2 separate regions of the Mus musculus genome follow, and region 1 is linked to region 2. A link is a contact called in public Micro-C data. All regions are on one chromosome and are shown on one strand. The core of a region is the stretch at or near the end of the contact, and the rest is flanking DNA. Distances in the headings are between cores, read along the strand shown. Region 1 holds the start of Suco (SUN domain containing ossification factor). Region 2 holds the start of Rabgap1l (RAB GTPase activating protein 1-like).

Region 1 (3,278 bases), core at 451-2,950, 1.1 Mb after region 2:
GGCAGAAGGCTGTATCACACACAATCTATCAACTATGACAGTATAAGATCAAACTAAACTGCAGTAATAGTAATAGAGTAAGTCCTGGGTAGACCCTAGAACTGATTATTATATGAACATAGAATACTCAATCTACAAAAGAGAAGTGGGTAACAAAATCTGGAGATAATTTCTGAATGAGGGGAGAAAAGGCTAGTAAGAGAAGCTCACCAACTCTAAGAAATTGCTACCTAATCCTACACTGGTTTCAGGTACCAGTTTCTCTTAAGGAGTATTTAAAGGATTCAGAATGACAAGAAATACAGTCTTTCCAGTCAGATTTTCTCAGACAAGTGTTTTCTTGAGCCCATATTAATATATTATTCTATGTGAGCAACAACTCTACAACTTGAGCACCTCTGGATTCCATTACACCCATAAAAAAAAGGGAATTATTACTGGCGCTTTGAAGACATAAGGTAAATAAGAAAGTGTGTTTAGATTTTAGTATAAGAAGCAAAATCTCTTTAACACAAAGGCCATCACTTTCAGTCACCAAGTCTCAAGGCTCTTTGGGAATTCCTTCAGAAAGAATGGCTTTTCCAAGTACACCTTTAGCAATCCTTTGGTTCATAAGCTATGTCTGCTCCTGGACATCCAGAGATGTGCTTGAAATTAACTTGAACTCCATAGAACTTCAGAGAAAGGGACAGAGCGGGTCGCAAAAACCGTTTCCTTTCTAGTGCCAAAGAACATGCCCCAAAACTATGGCTGACTCCACATCTGTGATAATCCTCTCCCACCAGGCTAACCGAAAAAGGGCTTCATCAGGGATCCCGCCCGCCCCACGCCGCAGGGTTTCAAGGAGCAGCCCCAAAAGTACTATTGGTCAAGATTGTGCAAGACCTGACCAGAAGAACAACAGTTTAGACATTACTCTTACCCTCATGACGACTCACGTTTTCAAAATCACAGGTCCGGAACACATCACACCTGACTCGCCCCTGCCCTTACCTCATAACGAAAGCAAATGAACTGACAGCAAAACTGAGTAACTCACTCACTAGCTTTCTGAACACTACCCAAACTGCCCTAACTGCGGTGATGGGGTACCCGAGTACAAAGGCAAAAAGTGATCCCCAATATCCCCTTCTCTCCCTGCTGGAACTCTGCAAATTCCAAAACACAACTCGTAAACCACAAGAGGAAGAGCTGGGTGGCCGCTGTGTCCCTGGCTTAGGAGCAGGAGCACCAAGCAACCCAAAAAGCCGAGATGATTTGGGGGTGTGACCCGACCTACTCCCTCTTTCATCCCCACGGGAAGTCCCCAGAGGCCGGCCCCTTACTCACCAGACTAGAGAGCAGAGAGAGAGGCAGGAGACCAGGGCCAAGGCCCGCCGGTACTTCTTCATCTTCTCCTCCTTCTTCCCCCTGCCAGGAGGCGGCACATCCTCCCCACAGCAGCCACTGTCGAGGCCAAGATGGAGGAGCCGGAGCAGAAACGCGAGGATGGGACCGAGAGTCCGAAGAGCAGTGGGGCTTGGGGAGCGGTTCCGCAGCGGCTCGCGTCCCGGATGGCCTCCCCGAGAGGCCCACGGCAACGGGAATAGGGACGCTTCACAGGAGCGCTCGGGAGACTGCCGCCGCCGCCGCTCTGTCTGCCCGCTCGCCCGCGCCCGCCTCCTCCGGCCTTCGCCGCCACTGCCTCCCCATCCCCGCCCCGCCCGCCCGGGCCCTCGCTCCGTGCTGCCGGCGACCAACGGCCGCCGCGTACTCGCCTCTCAGCAGCCAATCCCCGGCCGGGCCAGCGCACCTCGCACTCCACTGAGCTGGGTGGAAGGAGACGCGTCACCCACGTCCCTCTCGGCTCGCGCTCCACAAGTCACAGCGCGGGCCACGCCCCCTCCGCTGACAAAGCTCCAAAACGCCACAACCGCCGCCCAACCTGCGCAGGTCCCACCCACTCGCTGGCGCTCGAACAGGAAGTCCTGTAACCCTCGGTCTTCCGCCTTTCAATGGCCTGCCCACTCTCGCTGGCACGCGCCGCCTCCGCGCACGGGTATCTGGGGCTTGTAGTCCTCCTGCCCGAACCCGCCTTTTTTTTTTTTCCTCCGTAGAACTCGCGGGTTTGGTTCTCGAGTTTTACACTTTCACTTCTCACCTTCAGACTGACTAGCTTTGTCATTTGTCATTGTTAAGTCTATAATTCTTCCTTGGAGCACAGTCATGGAACGGCCTGGAATGACTGGAGAGGGTCAGGAGAAAGCATGCTAATGCAATTTAAAAGTCGGTTTACCGGCAGTGGGTCGGGCTTACTGAGGTAGATGATGATTGGAAGGTAGAAAGAGGCGTGTCAACGTTTCCTCTCACATGATTGGCTGGGAAGGACTGAGCTTTTCTTTCACCTAAGTGAGAATTCCTACCTGCCCGCCAGATTCCTAAGATAGAGCTTTAGTGTTCTTTTTTGTTCTTTTAATTTCGGGCTGTGGGTTTGCTGCTGCAAGGCAGAAAAGACACTACGGACTCTCGGCGTCTGGAAGCAGAGAAAGCGAACTCCTACACATACTTGCTGTGAACAAGAAAAAAAAAAAGAAGTGGTGTTCACAGATGGAGACCCCAAAATCTGTAAAAAGCTGAGGCCCAGAATCCTACTTAGGGAGCGTTGGTGTGCAATCTCAGAATGCTTTGTGGCTACTGCCAGACATCTCTTCAAGTAGCTTACTGATCCTGAAAGACAGCAGTTGGAAGAGACTAGACTTTTGGCCTCTTAGTATAGCAGTTCCTTCCTCTAAGTCTCCCGTGTGCCTATTTAACATATCAAAGCAGAACTGGCTGCCACGTTCTCCCAGCATTCTTCAGTCTCTACCAGTTAGTTGCAGGATTCTTCTCATCAGCCCCTACTCCAAACTTCTCCAGCCCAGGGGCTGGGCAGCCATTCCCTCATGCACCCTTCCCTATATAATCCAGCCATTTTGGTTACCTGGCCCTTTTGGTCTGCCCTTTACCCTCCTGGCCTCTTGATCTCCTGGTCTCCTGGCTCTCCTTGCCTCCTCCACTTTCCTCACATGGCCCCTGCTCAGGTTCGTATTCACTCTGGACTCGTCCAGATGCCCCTGTCTCTGGCTATGTCTCCCTTGTATAAACCTCCTCTACCATGCCCAGGAGCAGTCATTCCCTTCCTATTTTATTTTATTTTATTTTCAGTTCCTCTCATCTATCTGCACCGCCATACCCATTAACCTCCTCCACTTCTCCCACCCTTAACTCCTGAGATCTGTGAACACTATTCTGTTCTCATC
Region 2 (3,065 bases), core at 128-2,627:
ATTCTACAGAAGTGCAGCGGCTGCCAAATGTAAACACTACTACAAGAAAAGTCTTAAGGTTTTCAGGAAATTGTGTTCTCTGAATTGTGACAGTCAACTATCTACCTCTTCTCATACACAAGAAAATTTAGATGCATTAAAATCATCTAAACTGTCCATTGGAAAAAAAAATGCATGCTTTGACATCTGTTTCCAAACAGCACTAAGCAGGTCAAGCAAGCCCTTACCATTAAAGGTTAGCGGTTCATTTAATTTGCATACCATCGGTTCTGAAAAAACGATCGCCTAAATTCGAGTCTTTTTCTGATATAACCAACTCTGAGAAGTCCAAAAAGAATATATAAGCACCTGAACGAAACTGTCTTGAGACCACAAATGAACTTCTCAGTTCAGCCTTCCTTGCTCCTGGCCACCTCCCCAATGGCCAGTGGCCCCTTTCCACATGCTGACGCACTGCCCAGCCCTGCACCGTTGGCGATCCGAGCAAAGTACCAGCTCGGTCTCAGAAACTTTGACTCAGTTATCAGGACACGGAGGACAACATGCGCGTGGGTGTGGATGAGTGTCTGTCGGGGCCCACGCGGTCAACTTTGAAGCGGGGCATTCCTGGCAGGTAGAGATCTGCCCAAAAAACAGCCTATCCCAGACAGCAAAACCACAAGCATCGCCAGCAGGAACGGAGCAAAGTGCGCGGGGCGGAGGAAAGGGAAGAGCGAGGGAAGGACACGGGATCCAACCGACGCTTTCAAGTGGGTAAGAAAATAAACCTGTCCACACGCCCCCCCGGACTCGGGGTTGCTGGGACTGCGAGCCCAGCAGCAGCCACATCCCGGCCACCGCCGGCGGGGGCGGCGGCAATGTCAGGAGGGCACACTTGGAGGCGGCGGCCGCCCAAGCCACCACCCGGCCCCAGGTGAGGGGCGCCAACCCCGCCTCCCGCCCGGCCGCCCCACCGCGACGAGCCAGCCACACGGAGAACCCGGGTGTCCCGGAGGCGGCCGACGGTGCTGAGCCCGCCGGATGCCTTCCGCCCCGCTCCAGCATCCCGGTCCCGGGCCGGGCCTCGCACCCCGACCCTCTCTGAACCAGCCGGGTCCACCTCAAAACCCCCCGGAGCGCGGCTCCCAGCCGTCAGGCCGCCCTCGAGCCCCCCTCGAAGGCCGCTTTCACCTCACCTCACGTCTCCGCGGCCGTGCCGGAACAACAACTCTGTCAGACGCCCGAGTCCCACCCGCCGCCCAGAGCTCTGCGGCCGGGCCCGTCCCGTTCACTCCGCCGCGGCCGAAGCCCAGGGAGGGCGGAGGGAACGGGGCGGAGGGAGCGGGCTGGGGAGGGGAGAGGACCGCACGGCAGGAAGAGGCGAGGGAGGGGGCGGACTGAGGAGGAGGCGGTCGGCGGGAGCGCGCGCGCCCGGCCCCTCGGCGCGGCGTGCGCGCTCCCGAGGGCGGAGGTGCCTTCTCTGCCTAAGTCGGCGGCGCGCGCGCGCGTCCACAGGCTCGCTTGACTCGGCTTGGCCCCCCCAACCCTGAAAGCGCGGAGTACAAACCTGAGCAGAGGGCAGAGGGCGAGCTAGGAGAGCGGAGGCACGCGAGGACCTCCTCCAGCACGCGTGCTGGTGCCTGGCAATCATCCCCAGCACTGACTGAGTTCTAAGTCCCTTTTGGGGAGATTCTTTCTTAACAAACCTGTTTTACATATTTCCATTCCGTGAGGCCAGTAAGTCACCTCGGAGGACTAACTTTTCCACCGGGACTCTTTGTCCTTTGAAGGTGCTTGGAGGCATCCCCCTTCATTGATTCTTCCAGACTCAGACTACATAGGAAAGCGCTAACCCAACGGTAAAGGCATCCCGGGTCTCACCTTTTAGCCTTTCAGAGAGTAGATTTTGGAGGACAGATAAACTAAAGTATTTACTTTCTGCCACAAATATTGTACTAATTTTTGAACTGTGAATTTTTTCCTTTCTAGATCAAGCAGCCAGAAAAGACCTGTACATTCCTTGAATCTCATAAGAACTTTTTTTCTCAGGTTTATGGCACAAATATGTGTACCCTTAATCTGTGAAATATTTTAGAGATTCTAGAGGGACCTGTTCACCCATTTCTGTGCCTTTCATGATGAATCCTACCTGGCTTATAGAAAGTATCCGTTCAGTAAATATTACTGTTTGAATTGAATGTGTCCAGAGATTGGACCTCTAGAGTAGCTTCTTGAGTTGAAAGTTCTCTTTTCTTATAACACTTCAATTGGTCTGTCATTATTGTCCACCCAGATCCAAAAGCTACCCTGTAACATTTGTCAAAGGACCTTCAAACCCAAGTTTCTTTTCTCCTTTTTCTTAATGTTAATGCCTACAGATGCTGTGTCATAGCAAAAGTGTTCCAACTCATTCGGGTTTCCCCTCCGTGTTAGGTCCTTCCCAGAAGGTATTTTTGTTAAGCTCTGTACCCTGAGTAGACCTCCTAACCAGAACCTGACTCAATGCTTTAAGTTTGATACCTAATAAAGTTAGGATCTAATTAACACAAATCATCTGTTGACTTCCACGTTTGCAGAGTCTCATTGTAAATATACGAGAAGTAGATACTGAGCCAGGCTCTATGAGAAAATCAGCACACGAAAAGGCCATACATAGCATTTGCCTTCAGGTATCTTCTAAACAAAGCGAAGTTATTTGACAAAGGGGACAATGAAGGCTAGGACTTAGCTCACTTTCTCCTGTTTACCAGGAGGCCAGGCCTAAGAAGGGTGTGACTTCACGTGAAAGCCGGACTTCTCACTTCAGTTAACCTAATCTAGATCACCCCTCACAGGCACGCCTGGACGCTTGTCTCCCAGATAATCCTATATCCTGTCAAACTGACAATATTAAACACTGAACACAGCCAGGCACATCTTGTGTGTGGAGGAGAATGAAAAGGAGTTTTTCCTCACACTAGCTGCTGAGATGGGTGGGTTTAGTTAACGAAGCCACCACCTCTACAGTGAAGGAAGCTGACCCGAAGGCGAAGCTGACACATTATGAAAGAGTTCAAAATAAGCCAGAAGTCATCCTCTAGATTTAG

What was found. A called contact is a pair of places that touch in the nucleus more often than the background predicts.
Region 1: a Micro-C map of embryonic stem cells shows a contact between it and region 2, with 8 times the contacts expected there. The contact joins the promoter of Suco here to the promoter of Rabgap1l in region 2. A contact is called at or near these places in 2 of 39 promoter capture datasets (hippocampal neurons and pre-B cells), 3 of 484 Hi-C or Micro-C datasets (B cells and embryonic stem cells) and 1 of 9 other capture datasets (adipose tissue).

The regions. Positions count from the first base shown.
Region 1 is chr1:161,874,982-161,878,259 of GRCm38.p6, forward strand. Suco (SUN domain containing ossification factor) reads right to left here and starts at 1,701. Exons shown (of 24, transcript NM_001357402.1): 1 at 1,330-1,701. The coding sequence starts at 1,391.
Region 2 is chr1:160,791,561-160,794,625 of GRCm38.p6, forward strand. It overlaps Rabgap1l (RAB GTPase activating protein 1-like), which reads right to left and starts at 1,378. Exons shown (of 21, transcript NM_013862.5): 1 at 1,176-1,378. It overlaps Gm37083 (a long non-coding RNA gene), which reads left to right and starts at 335. Exons shown (of 3, transcript XR_003948752.1): 1 at 335-753.